Regions from separate parts of the Drosophila melanogaster genome. Here region 1 is linked to region 2. Evidence: chromatin contacts called from public HiChIP or PLAC-seq data. All regions are on one chromosome and are shown on one strand. The core of a region is the stretch at or near the end of the contact, and the rest is flanking DNA. Distances in the headings are between cores, read along the strand shown. Region 1 holds the start of Osi2 (Osiris 2). Region 2 holds the start of Vha14-2 (Vacuolar H[+] ATPase 14kD subunit 2).

Region 1 (7,189 bases), core at 3,855-6,354, 87 kb after region 2:
TTATTCGTGTGCCAACCGCGCTGAGTTCGCGGAAATTGGCCACAACTCCATCGCGTCGAGAAGAGAATTCCCCTCTGAAAAAGCAATTATTCGTTACAGAAAACTGAACCGAATCGAGTCGAGTCGAAGCGAAGCGAGAACCTTGGCATGCGAGTGCAGCTGCAAGGCGAAGGATAATGAAAATGGGTAGCCAGTACATCGACGGGGCGAAATTAAAAGCAAACAGCCACAGAAAGCGGCGATGCAGTCCGCTGCTTTATGGAATTATCTTGCTCTGCAAAGTGGCGATGATACCGGCAGCTGTTCCGGAATCGGAATTGGATGCAGGAGCCCTCTATAGTCAGCCCCTCACTACGATGGCGGGACAGCCGCGCAACGATGACACATTCCGGCCCATCCTACCCATCGACATCAGTCCGGAGTTCATTTCGAGGAATGTATTCACAAAGTCGGGCCAGTACAGAGTGTTCCAGCCGGCGGAGAGCGAGAGTGATCTGCGCTTGGCGGTGGCCATGCGTCGACGGAACTTTAAACACCCCTCGGATTCACCCAGAAAGCAGGAGTCCGAAAGTTCGGCAGCCGCTTTTAAAAACCAAACCATTACCTCTATCGACGCCGAACTAAAAGGTCTGGAGGATCTGCTCGTGGACTACGTGGAGCAGTTCTTCAGCAACGGCAGATATGAGCCCACTCCTGGTTTGGTCCTGGCTCTTCAGCAGAACCACTCGCACCCACAATCTTATACTGGCAAGCGCACCACCCGAAGCATTTTGGAGGACACCAACGTTGAGCTGAATGTTCCAAGGGCTTTTGAAAGCGCCCGACTGCTTTTCTTTAGCGGTAAGTAAAAGAATGTCCTAACTATTTTGATCCTTAAATCTCCATTCATTGTTTTTCTACTTAAGTAAATATATAAAACTTAATTTTTTAATAACAACATTTGCCTGACATATTTAATGTCTTCTCCATGAAAAACCATTCCTGAAGCAGAAAATAAATTAAGTAAAAATTTAGTACAGATCAACAAATATTTATACCACAACTTTAAAGTGACTAAAAACAGAAAGAAAAATCGGATACCTCAAACATCGTTACTCACAACAGTATCTCAATCAGTTGTAATCAAACCAACACTGAATTTCTTTACGTCATTGATTCTCGCTTGGTATTTGCTTCTTGTTAACTTAATTAACAACATACCATTTTCCACTACAGGTTTGAAGAAGGTGATGTGGCCCATCTATATGGGTTTGCAAGTGCTGAAGAGCGTGCTCTTCGCCATGTTCCTGCCAACCATCATCAGCAGTGTAAGCCGACTGATTGGCAAGGGTAAGTACATCGGCTTAAGGCACTTGAATAAATTTAAACATTTGTATTACTTTGGGCTAGGCATCACTTCCGGCTCGGCTGGGTCGGTGCCGTTGTTTATCCGCCCCATTGAGCCGCCACAAGAACTGGACTTCCGGGACAACAGCATGAATTTCGATGATGACAGCAAATTTTCCCTGGCGGACGAGGGCAAAACGCCAGCCGGCTACGAGTACAATGCAGGTGGGCCATCTGAAATAGAAGATGTTGTCTAGATGATAGTTATTCCGATTTTTTTTACCTTGCAGAGGCATCACAGCAGCAGGCGCAATATGCCCAGGTCAATGGGAACTCGGTGAACCAGGCCACTTTGTCGCGCTATGGAGGTCAGCAGATGATGCAGGACACCTATCTGAGTGCTCTGCAGAGCATTGGCGCTGCCTCCTTCAAAAACTCCCAGAGCATGTCAGGATCCTTCAGCGCCGGAGCTGGTGGCGGAGCTCCAGGAATGACGAAGAAACCAACGCCGGCCGTGATGAACACGTTCCAGAGCTTCCAGAAGGTGCCCAGCTCGTCGCTTTTGCTGTCCAACTATGACCCCTTCTACAGTCCACTATTGTCCCGCCTGGACTCGGTGTTTGCCCAGCTCAAATTGAATCCGGAGAACGAAGCTTGCCGCGAGAAACTCATCTGCCTGATGTACGCCAACCCCGCGAAGTATGCTCCGTACAGCAACCTGGTCTCAGCTCAACTCAGCAGGTGAGTGTTGTAAGTCCTCACATGATTAGTGAGAGGTTTGGTTTTATCTTTTATATGTTAATTGCGCTGTTATGTTACTGTTACTGCATTGTATTGATTCATCGCTTCTAAATAAATAAAAAAAAAAAAAAAAAAAAAAAAAAAAAAAAAAAAAAAAAAAGCAGGTGAGTTCGGTTTCCGCCCGAAAGTATGCCGTAATTAATCGCAGTTGAGCAATTACAGTAGGGTATTGATTAAAGGAATACCATTCCTTATTTCATTTCAGTAAAGTGCCTTTAGTCGAGGCCAAATTAATAAGGGTAGAAATAACCATCAATCGAAATTTAAATGAAAGCTTAAGGTGTCAGTACGTGTATCGGTATGCTTGGTTGCCTTATTTATGTTTTATATTAATAAGATTAATATTAATACCATGTCAGCTTTTAATTAAGCTACCTGTAATTGTCTACATTTTTAATTTTAATGTTAACAAAATTAATAACATTGAAACAATCAAAATCTGCTGACGCTTCTCAAAGGAGATCAACGAATGAGCTTTCTAACTTAGGCAGTCACAGAAATCACTTATTCATATTAATAGCTTTAACATTTGTGTGCTTTACATTTAATTCAACTACCGTCACTCCCACTTTTAGGGAACTGAACGAGCTGCGGAAGCCTACTTCCGACAACCCGGACATCCTGCGATTCTTCAAGTACATGCGAGCGGCGAAGGACGGTCAGGACGGCGTCGACTGCGACGAGTCCTTCGCCAAGTGCAAGGAGCTGAAGGACCTCGAGAACCCGGCAATGCTGTCCACCTACAACGACATCAACAAACTGGTCCAGGCCCGCAAGCTGGCGTAGACGGGGTCTAAAGGTCTCGGAGCCATCTCTCGGACGGTATGGGGTCGAGATGACAGCAAAGTTCGTGGGAGTCACGTCAAAAGTCCGTCTGACGGATGCCTGCCTTCTGGGGATGGGCGGTGTAATTATGCAAATCGTACTTTAGATAGGATAGCCTAGCCATATATAGAGGTTCGTCAGACGGCAGCTGTCGGCGGCGGGTGGGGGTTGGTGCGCAGGGGCAGGGACGGGGCTTCATTAATACGCTGTAAATAGAAAAGTTTGTTTCGTAGTTTAATTAGCACCAGCACCAATTACTGGAGGATGCTGTTATTTTTAGCCATTTAGCTGAATTTTAAGTATTTATTTCTAGCCTACGACTATTTTTAAACCTAACCCGACTATTTTTAACTATTTATTCTGTTGTTATTATGCGATTAGTCAGCGAGCATTGTTCAATGTCCTTAAATTATTCAACAAAATCATGTTGTACCACCAGAAATAAACCAAACTTATTGAAATCTCTTTGCGCTTGATTGGGCGAAGAAACAAGGGCATGGCTTCTTAAGCGAATTCCTGTTTAAATTGGTTGCATGGAGAAAGAGCTTGCCTGACGACACCAGCTCGAAAACACCTTTCCTATTTTAGTGCAAACATTTGCATTATACAGAAATATCTAAAGGACTTGGGGCAGCAAGAAACTTAATTACAAGCAAACATGTGTTTGAGTGTCTGGTAAGTATATGCATTTATATGTAAGTTACGTGCTTTTAAGTGGTTCATTGCTTTCAGCTTTAATGAAGTGATCCTAGTGACAATAAGCAATCGAAACTAGTTAGTCAATTTGTATTTTTCGCAAGATATGTTGTCAAACGTTTTTGATAAAATATCTATATTTTACACAAGTATAGAACCTTGAATCTGCACTAACAAAAGACTAAGAAATCATATAAAAAAGTCGGCGGAATGACTTTGGAAAAATGTGTGCTATAGTATTTTACTTAAAACATGCAGTTTGTTAATAATTTGAGTATATGATACCTGAATACTAATAGTGCTGGAATGTCTCGTTTAATTAAAAGTGGACAATGAAGTAATACATATTTAATAAAAGATACCACTACTACTGACTACTGCGTTTCGCTTCGACTTGTAGTATTGTTTCGTAAATATATTTTCGGAAATTTGAGCTAGGTTTATTTATTTAGGGCGCAAATCTGTGCAGTGGAAGAGGAAGTGCTGCAAATATTGTGTTTAGCTCTTCTGTTACCGGATTTTCTCCTTTTTTTTTCTTTTCTAGTTATTTACGTTTACATATGTATGCGGAATGTTCTGGTCAGATGCTTTAAAGGGCTGCCCAAGTAGATGATTCAATTACGCGGCTTGGGCAACATGTCCGGCAAAACAAAAGCGTCTCCGACCGCAGCCTTGCACCCGGCCACGCCTCCGCACACAAGTGCCCTCGAACTGACGGAAACAATTTCCGCCGGCGGGCTTCTGTTTGCGGCCTCGTTGGCAGATCGTGCCTCCGCTGACCGAGGAAAATCGGGAAATCGTGCGAGTGTGGCAGCGGGAAAACCCGCAGCAGTGCCGCCTGTTTTGATTTTTGTGGCAGCCAGATGGGGAATTGCCCAGTTGCCCCACGATTGGCCCACAGTTGCCGCCGCAGGAAATTGCAGACAATGCAAAAACTCACTGGATGCAGGTTCCTCTGGTTCGCATTTCGCCCTGACTTTAAACGTGGGCGTTCCAAAAACCAGTTTGCAGTAAAAGTAATAATCGTATGTGAGGCAAGAGGCCAAGAGTTGCATAATCCCTGCGACTGTGACGTACGTTTTCCCGGAATGAGTCACTTGAACAGTTTGTTGGCTCTTTAAATCAAACTCGAATTAAAGCCAAGGCCTCGACGTGCGCCACAATAATTTTGGGATTTTCTCAAGGCACACGAACGCTCGACTCGCCCAGCCGGACGCGAAGAAGCACAGGTCGTTGTCTCTCACCCACGGAGTCAAAAGTAAACCCGATCGACTGATCGTATCCACAACCTACCGCAAGTGCGACCGCGTTGAGATCTGCCTCTTAGCCATCATCGTTGCGGGCCAAAAGCGACGACAGTGGCTGGGCTATTGTCTCCATGTGTTGACTTCGCCACCGACTCCTCCTCTCGCCACTTCTCGCATTTCATATAAAATCTTTGCCGTCCAGCAGCCACGGCACAGTCGCTTTCGGCCAGCAGAAAGACAGAGTCGCTCGGAAAACGCGTCAAGGATATACCTAACCAAAATCACCCCAGGCGCTTATAGGAAACAGCAAAAGGTAAACAGCGGAAAAAACCGTTCGAAAAAAGAATGTAAAATTGTGTGAAGTGAAGTGAAATGAACTGCGATAAATTGTGTAATAAGCAAATAATATAGATGTGGGAAACGCCAGCATTGCATTACCAATTTAAACGACCATTCGATTGTGGCCAATAACTTTTAACCGTACTTTAATAAAGCGGTTGCAAATTTAAAATTTTCTGAAAATTCAGTTCTCTGAACAGAGAAGTCCTTATATCTGTGATTATTGGAACACTTTGCAAAGAAAATTAATATAATTTCAAGCATGGCCATGTGTAAATTTAATGTACAATAGTTTAATTTATACGGTAAATGAATTAAAGGCCACTGTTTTTAAGGTTCATTAAATATATTGAATATCATTCAGATTAGTAGATAGTCGTTTAGGGAGTGCTATTTTCAACGAATGCAGACTTGTATTTATCTTATTGTTAAAATAGTAGTAGAAGTTCAAAATAGGCATAGTCATTGCTAAACGAGAGCTATTCAAGGGTGTACATAAATTGTTAAATCTTTCGACCCGATAAAGCCATCATTTCCATTTATTGCCACTGTAATTTCGTAATACCGACCATCACCAGTCCACATTTCATTGACCTTCAATGGCGAATGCAAATGAAAAAGCAAAACAAATAGCGAAACAAACACAACAGACACAGTGACCAAAATTTGTTACCGCTTTCGACATAGCCATGCAAAGACCACTCCGACTGTGCAAAATATTCGCCGTGAAGCGATAATGATTCACTAATCCATAAATCTTCCGCACCCATTCCCATCCAATTACGATTCCTCATAAACATCCGCAATTTATTGTGTGCTTTCGGGTGCTTGACTTTCCATTGCCATAAACTTTTCACTTTCGCGCCATAAAGCGTTTTTCGTTGCATACTCTTTGGCGTCCCACAAACTTTTCTTCTCGTGGACATTGAAGTTCTTTAAAGTTGGTGGGCGAGCCGAATTCTTTGTTAGTTTCGCCTATACCACTAGCGGATTGCCACACAAGCGTCGCGCTGATGAGTCCCAGTCCCGGTCTGTATTTGGCCCAAATAACGAAAGCCTAACGAAAGTAAAAGCAACTGGCCAAAAAAGCCCCTGAAGCATAACGAACTTTTCGCGTGCGATTTCAGCTGGCGTCCATCTTAATACAGTGGTTGGGCCACATGTCGAATGGAAATTTCCTTTTTGGGATTGAAACTCTTTTAATGTCTCTATATATCCAATTTAAAGTTACGAAATATAAAGAAATGGCAAAGAATGAAAGATATTTTATTGCGAATCCTTTTTTATTTTACATAATTTGTTATGACCAAGAGTTAGTACATATCTCGTAGACATTTTATCGCCTACCGTTAGTATGCGAACCACTGTCAATAATGCGCATTAGGAACGCCTCACTGCACTTCTGCTTGACCAGACTGAGCTGACCTTTTTAAAGCACATTAGGCCCGCTGTTTATGCGCTCTAGCACGGAATTCAATTACGAGCATTTCCCGCCTCATTGCCGACAAAGGGTTAAGCCGGCAAACCGGTCCGCCGGCATTTCACTTTGGGTCCAACTCATCTGTGGGTTTATCTGTATTTTTGGGTGCAGAAAGCTCCACGAGAAATTTAAGCAAACCAAAGTCGAGTTAGCAGTAAACACCGAAGAGCAAAGAGTGGTAAGCCGTGGTCAAGTTGGCTTGAAAGCGAGAGTTATTACGTTTGAGCGGTTAATTGCACAGTGAGCCATCGGGACCGCTAAGCCATGTGAAAAGTGTGTCAGTTTTAAGTGGAGAGTCGATCCGTTAAGCCAATAAGCAGTAGCCAAATAGTTGCCTATATACACTTCTTTTTTGACATCGCGAGACGGAGCCAAAAATGCTGGAATAATCGGGTGATTGAGAGAAAACTTCAGCGGCTCGAACGAAACTTGTGCCAGTAGCTTTGTTTAAGTCATTTCATCTTCTCCTGCTTAC
Region 2 (6,909 bases), core at 3,421-5,920:
TGTGCTGAGCAACGGTTTTTTTTAGTATGCAATAGCATTCGGGCTTACGTGGGCCTTCCACTTCTTATTGAGATGGTAGGCCTTACAGGTCTGGGCGATTTCTAATGCCAACACTCCCATCTTCAGATGGAGGAGCAGCTGCTATTCTGTTCTGGAACTTCCCCTGGCTCCCTGGTCCCACTTTTGAGCCAACCTCTGTGGAGAGTGACGTGTCGATCGGTTCTTGGCTTCTGGGGCTCCTACACAGTGTGTCGGAAACTGTTTTGCTTGGAGGACTGGCAACAGCGCTTGGCGTCGTTGTTGTCGCCGCTTTGACAACGCCTTTGTGATTGGAATACGAAATAAGGCAGAGCACAATGGAGCCACAAATCTGTGGAAGACGAGACATGGATTTGGCTTTGGGTTCTGGCCCTGGCTCTGGGATGGAACTCACAAATCAAACGCATCTGTCAGCACCGCAGAGGAGACATCTGCTGGGAATTCAGAGTTCGAAAAGAACCGGCTGAACCGTGTGTATTCGACAACTGTCAATGTATCTTGTAGTTGGCGTCGACTGGTAATTACGTGACGTTTCTTGATAAATTGTGATTCGTAGCGTGATTTGCAGACGGCCATTACTAGAGACTAATGTGCGGCATGCTCTCAGAATTGGAACAAACGCCAAAACGCTTTGATTCTAATGCATTTCTATTAACGGTTCCGCTGGCTGTTGACCGCCACAGCCGCAACCATAGCCACCGGCACTACCCGCCCTCCAGTTTCTAGCTCCAATAAGGCCAAAACGCCGCCAGCCAGCCAACTCGGTGGCCACATGGTGACCCAGTTCGTCAATGGAATCCACAAATACGGGGCTTTAATTCGGGGGTGGGGCAGTGACGTTCGGTTTTATTCATTCAGCAGGGGTCATCAACCCAGAGAACTGCGTTCAATGCATTGACACGATTTTTGGCTTCGGTCCTGAATAATAACCAACTGCACATTAACAGTTACCACCCGCTCAATTAAGCAAGTACACTGCGGAAAAACTGCCCTTGAATCGTATGATTTATGTGAAGAAAAATTTGAGGATATGTTCTTCGATGCCAATATGACAGAAACTTCTACCTCCTTTGAAATAATTAAGATTATTTTAATAATTTAATTTAATGGAAACAAAAGCTAAATAATAATAATAATAATAATAATAAATATACTGTCTAGTTGCAAATGCTTTTACATATTTATTATACCGATGTTTAATGAACAACTTACTTACCATTTTGTAAATGGATTTCCACCAGCACCGTAATAATATAATTCCCTTAAAAAATGTCTAGAAACGTATGTTGGGGTAGGAAACATCAGCTTTATAGGCATAGGCATATGTATAAAAATCAAAAGTTTCCAGTTTACCCATTTAACACCCCATTTAATTAGATGTGGTCATACGCGAAAAACCTATTCCAATCGGTGAAGGAAGGGAGGGCCTTGCCAAAGACACTAGAATAGACTAGGGTCTTTGGCCTAGCCCTGCACTTCCTGTTCCCTGCCATTCTGAAACTGCGATGGTCCTGGCTAACGATCATTTGCGGTTAGTCGTGCTGACAAGGCCTTTGCCAATGTTTATTATATTGTCATTATGCGAATTTCATTCGCAGCCCAACTGATTGGCAGTCGCGCGGAGAGAGTGCATATAGTAATATAGTGTGTTGTCAGCCTGGCAACTGAAGTGAATGGCAGGGAGATATATCGGCCGATGTCGGTGCCGTGACGTTAATGTCGATGTCATGTACTGCCTTCGGTTCGCCTGCATTTGACATTTCGCACATGGCTTTCTTGTGATTATAGCTCTTACTCTTGTGAACGAGCGCCTATTTACCTTTCAATAAAATTGTTGAATAATCAACGGCACAGCAGAAACATCACAAGCAGCAGTAGCGCGATACGCGCCCTGTAAGGTTCATTTCATTTTGTTGCGAATCATTTGAGCTCAGAAGAAAGCGTATTGCGAATTTTTTTCCATTTTTCGGTTTTTTGATTTTTAGGTTTTTCGGTTTGACTTGATTTGCGTGATGTGCATGCGGAGCAGCAGTGGCGGCGGCGGTGGCAGGTTCCCTTATATAATCCCGCAAATGCTATGGTATTTTAAGCGCTAAATAAATAAGAGGCGTGCTTGCACTCGGTGATGCTTCCAAATGCCTTCACAAAGTTCAGGCGCACTCAAACCGAGAGGCCGAAAGGCAAAAGAGCAAGTGAATCCCGACCAGAAGACACCATCGTGAGATCCAGCCGGGGATATACACCTGCGACTATGTACACCATCCGATCTCGCACAACCCTAGCAACAGACTATCCCACAGCAGACCATGGCAGCTGCTGAACGGTGACTTCTAATTTTTGTATCAGTTACCTTTAAAAACAACCTCTTTTTTAAACTTGAGGTGTGATGTTCTTATGGGCACATATGTCATTTCGTATTAATAGATCATATTTCTTCTATATAGGCCCTTAATGCCATTTATTATTAGATAGAAGCTTCATAAAGATGAAAAATACATCAATCAAAAGTACGAGTATTCCGTTATTTATCTTAAGGAAATTCCCTTTATTTTATAAGCCAGTGCCTTTAGTTCATGCATGTCACACAATCTAGACAAAAAAAGAGAAAATGGGCAATCGTCGAAAAATGGGTAGCCCAGAACCTCGCACTCGCACACGAAATCAAAATTTTAATTTCCAGCTAACCCAAAGCGGGAAAATAGGCAAAACGTGTCGGGCATAAGTGAAAATTTCTAGACGCAGCAAGCTAAATGCCAAATGCCGCCATGACCATATTTAAGAAGCCGGCCAGCAAAAGTCATTTGACACACTGTTGCTGTTGCTGCGGATGATGTTGCCTCGGCTGGTGATGTTGGCAGTAGTCCAGCCGTAGGCAGTCAATAAACTAAAACCGGTAGCATGAATTGCCGGTTGTAAGTTTGGGGAAGGCCAGTCCGCTGTAGCTGGAATTCGATGGCTCCGCCATTAGCAATCGCAATGTGTGGAAAAAGGTCAGCGGGCCAGAGCATCGATGGCTTGGCTGGGATGGGATTCGATTGAGGCTTGTCTTGGAGCTTAAAGTTTTTGGTTCCAGTACATATGGAATTTCAGTTTCATTGCCGGTCTCTGTGTGCAATGACAGTTTTCCGCCTGGCTGAAAGTTCAATGCACCTCGGGTGCATTATGCACAGAAAAGAATTGCCTGACACTTAAGTCGGTGACTATTCTAGCAAAAATGTTTTTTAATCATTAAATGATTTTTCATATCGCGGAATACATAGTTGTAAGTCCTCACATGAGTAGTGAGAGGTTTGGTTTTATCTTTTATATGTTAATTGCGCTGTTATGTTACTGTTACTGCATTGTATTGATTCATCGCTTCTAAATAAATAAATATATAAAAAAAAAAAAAAAAAAAAAAAAAAAAAATATCGCGGAATAATAAGGGAAATTGTGAATACAAATAAAAAAGCAGATTAGCCAACAATATTTTGAATGTTTTATACCAAAAAACTTGTTTAGTCTGCAGATGCTTGTATTTTATGATATCAGTGTTCAACAATATTGGTAAATTTAAACAAATCTTTTAAAAGGAATGCAATATATTAAATATTTATTACCAGGATCGGCTTTAACTTATTTATATTTAAATAATATAGATGTTCTCCTTTTACAGCTTCTGCACGAGTGGCTTAACTACTTGGAAATGACACGCGTTTCTTCCAGTGCAGGTGTTTGAGCTGTTGCTCCAGCTGTCAATTAATAGCAAATGTCAGGGGCTGGCTTTGAAGCATTAATCATAATTAGTTATGCCACACGCCGGCAACAACAACGATGGCTATTGATATGTGGACTGTAAACTTTAAACAATTAGAGCTGATTTGAAAAACGCTAACTGTAATTGGGAGTCGAGTGTTGTGTTGGGTTCAAGTGGCAGCTGGTCTGTCGAAAGTCGTGCTCGGCAATTAGCCGCATTTAGGCATTTGGGTTTAGGCCGCCTGGCGAACACGTAACACCAACTTGGTGGCCGGGACTTTGGGTCGAGATCTAAGGCGATTTGCTTTAAAGGGGACAATGGGTACGAAGGTGATATGTGCGTCAGTTTCGTGGGCGTAGGTCTATGCGTGTCATTCGCTGGCTGAGCCCTTCGGGAAGTTATCTAATCCAATTAGGAGCTGTTGACATTACGTAAACGGCGGAGCTGAAGGGAGTGAGCCGGCAATTTGACACACAGTTCGCCGCTTTCCAACCAATGTTTTCGATTAAGTTTTGAGCAGCAACTGACAGAAATTCGTTATAAAATTGCACTGCAGTGGACAGCGGCAAAGCAAACATTTTAAACAATTATAAAACTTGTTTTACGCTCGACAACACAACAAACAGCGAAGTGCAGCCAGCGTTTTGCCATCAAATGCGGCATGGCTGTCAAGTGCAGTTTTCCCCATTTTCCGTTCCTGTTCTACATCCGTTTCACCGAAACAATTGTTTTGTCATCGGCGGCAGATGCACATGTACTCTACCACTCTAATGAATGAGTCGTATAATGGCAGAAACAAATGCGACTTATACATTTTTATTTGGTACGATAATCTAGTTATGGCAAAGCCTTTGAAAAGTAAGTTATTCTTTAGAGATTACCATTAAGAATCAGTTGGCTTAGATGCTTGTTTCCATTTGTCAGTTACAATTTTAAGATATTTTTTCCAGTCAAGAAAATATGTCGTCGCACACAGAGGATCTGGGACGCCTTTTGGCCGTGATTGGCGATGAGGTTTGAGCCTAAAAGTAATATTTACAAATCAATATGTCCACACCCACACACAATTTACCCAGGACACGTGTGTCGGCTTTCTGCTGGGTGGCATTGGAGAGGTCGACGAGGATCGAGAGACCAACTTCATGGTCGTGGAAAGAGGTAATTTCATTTCTAAGCTCAAAAAGGGCTATCAAGCTTTCCTATATATCAGACCAAAAATTGTAATTGGTACTTTCAGTTATCGCATTATTCTCTTATCGTTTTTCATTGTATACCAGACACCACCCCTAAGCAGATCGAAGAGTGTTTCAAAAAGTTCCTGAGGCGACCGGATATAGTCATTATTCTGATCAACCAGGTTTACGCTGATATGATTCGACCCACTGTCGATGCTCACAATCTGGCCGTTCCCACTGTGCTGGAGATTCCCTCGAAACAGCATCCCTACGATTCCTCCAGGGACTCGATTCTGAAGCGGGCTCAAGTGAGTTATCCTGCACCGTCAAAGGGTTAGCCCCAAGTCCTTACCAATTCTTCTCCAGCGAGTCATCACTCCGCCCGAGAGGCACTACTAGCGGCTCAGTTTTGGCAGTCACTTTTGGGGAGGTGGGGAAGTTTAATGAAGGATTTTGCATAGTTTTCAAATGCATACCAAATGCTGGTGATACAATGTCGTTGGAACAGTTATCGAAAATATATACGCACAAACATAGATATATTCACAAAGAAATGATGGGGGAAAATAAAGCTTATACATACATGGGGCAACTTTTCAGCTCATGCGTTTTAAGGAAATTGCCCAAAAAAAAAAAACTCCAGCAACAATCTAAAAAGAGAAAAGCAACAAAAATACCTTGCGCTTGCAACAAAATTGAAAACAGCAACCGCACAAAAACAAATCAAAAGAAAAAGAAAAGCCATAGCAAAGTACCAACAAAGTGAACGAAAACGATACAAATAAGCGCTGAAATGCCAATACATGGCAAAAATGCCAGAAGAAAACCGAATAAAACCAAGTATAACAAAACGGCGAACCCAAAAAGGGACAACAAAAACCTGGCAAAATAAAAACTCTTAAAAAGACAGCACAGTTTACGTTGTCTGGATGGATCTGGATCTGGACCCAGTTGCAGCGAATGTCGGGGAAAGCGGCTTCTTACGGGCTGCTTAGCGAAACAAAAGCATGCGAAAACAATATTCGAGCAAAGTATTTTGCGCCAACTTTTCGCACCAAGAAGTTGGCGCCGAGAATGCATTCAGAAACTTCTGCTCCAGTGACAAGTTTGCTAGAACCGAGCCCCCAGAATCAAGAGATAGAGCAGGACGTAAGCCTCCCTGTTGGCCCCATAAAAGCGCAGCAAGCAGGCAAAACTCCGCACCTCCAACACACGAATCCCGCCCGAAATTTGGCTATATAATGCTTTAATAATGGCTAAAAGACATTCACAAGCAATTGCTGCTATGAAGTTTGGCCCAGCATGACATTACACATTTAATGCTTTTGTTGATAAAGAATATGACTTATTAATGTTAATACAACGCCACCACGTATCAATTTCAATTGTGAACTTTAAATAAGGATAGGGACATTGGTCAATACTTCCAGCTATGAAGGACAGAATGAATTTTTACAACCAGTCAAATTTCTATGATCGACAGGCCTCGACGGAAATGAATCTCCTATTCCAGATAATTACTTAAAGTAGCCATAAACTTATGCCTTCTGCGTTATAAGTTATATATTATATAAGCTGTTATTCACTTTGTACTAATTTCCCAATTATGCATGTATTGCCAACGCCATTAAAATAAAGTCTCCCCAAAAGTCTGCAAAGCTTTCTCGTTCGCCCGGCCCTCTTTCAAAACATCAGATGATACTTTTGGGGGATCCTTAAATTTTTTCCATACATGACAGGAAGGTGGAATTACATCTCTAGGACAAAAGCAGTGCCATTCTCAATCAAAAAATTATTCTCTATACCAAAGAATAGAGAATTCCATTTTATCGCTGTTTTGCTCATTGCTTACTATGTGAAAATGCCGCCAAAATGTCTATATTCGAATTTTTTTGAATTGTGAATTAATGAGCTGTGACCGTTGGGAACACAGACCTGGCTGTTTGTCAAGTATCTGGA

The links. HiChIP or PLAC-seq counts read pairs in DNA pulled down with a chosen protein or histone mark.
Region 1: a CP190 HiChIP or PLAC-seq map of the Kc167 cell line shows a contact between it and region 2, with 5 times the contacts expected there. The contact joins the promoter of Osi2 here to the promoter of Vha14-2 in region 2. A contact is called at or near these places in 8 of 107 Hi-C or Micro-C datasets (the Clone 8 cell line, the D17-c3 cell line, the Kc167 cell line and 4 more) and 1 of 6 datasets of contacts at active chromatin or transcription factors (the Kc167 cell line).

The regions. Positions count from the first base shown.
Region 1 is chr3R:6,204,269-6,211,457 of dm6, forward strand. Osi2 (Osiris 2) reads left to right here and starts at 5,105. Exons shown (of 5, transcript NM_001275374.1): 1 at 5,105-5,208. It overlaps Osi24 (Osiris 24), which reads left to right. Exons shown (of 6, transcript NM_141363.2): 2 at 100-840; 3 at 1,216-1,329; 4 at 1,390-1,551; 5 at 1,617-2,067; 6 at 2,703-3,410. The coding sequence starts at 177. The coding sequence ends at 2,913.
Region 2 is chr3R:6,117,922-6,124,830 of dm6, forward strand. It overlaps Vha14-2 (Vacuolar H[+] ATPase 14kD subunit 2), which reads left to right and starts at 4,671. Exons shown (of 4, transcript NM_001260015.1): 1 at 4,671-4,789; 2 at 4,852-4,933; 3 at 5,053-5,258; 4 at 5,317-6,484. The coding sequence starts at 4,736. The coding sequence ends at 5,349.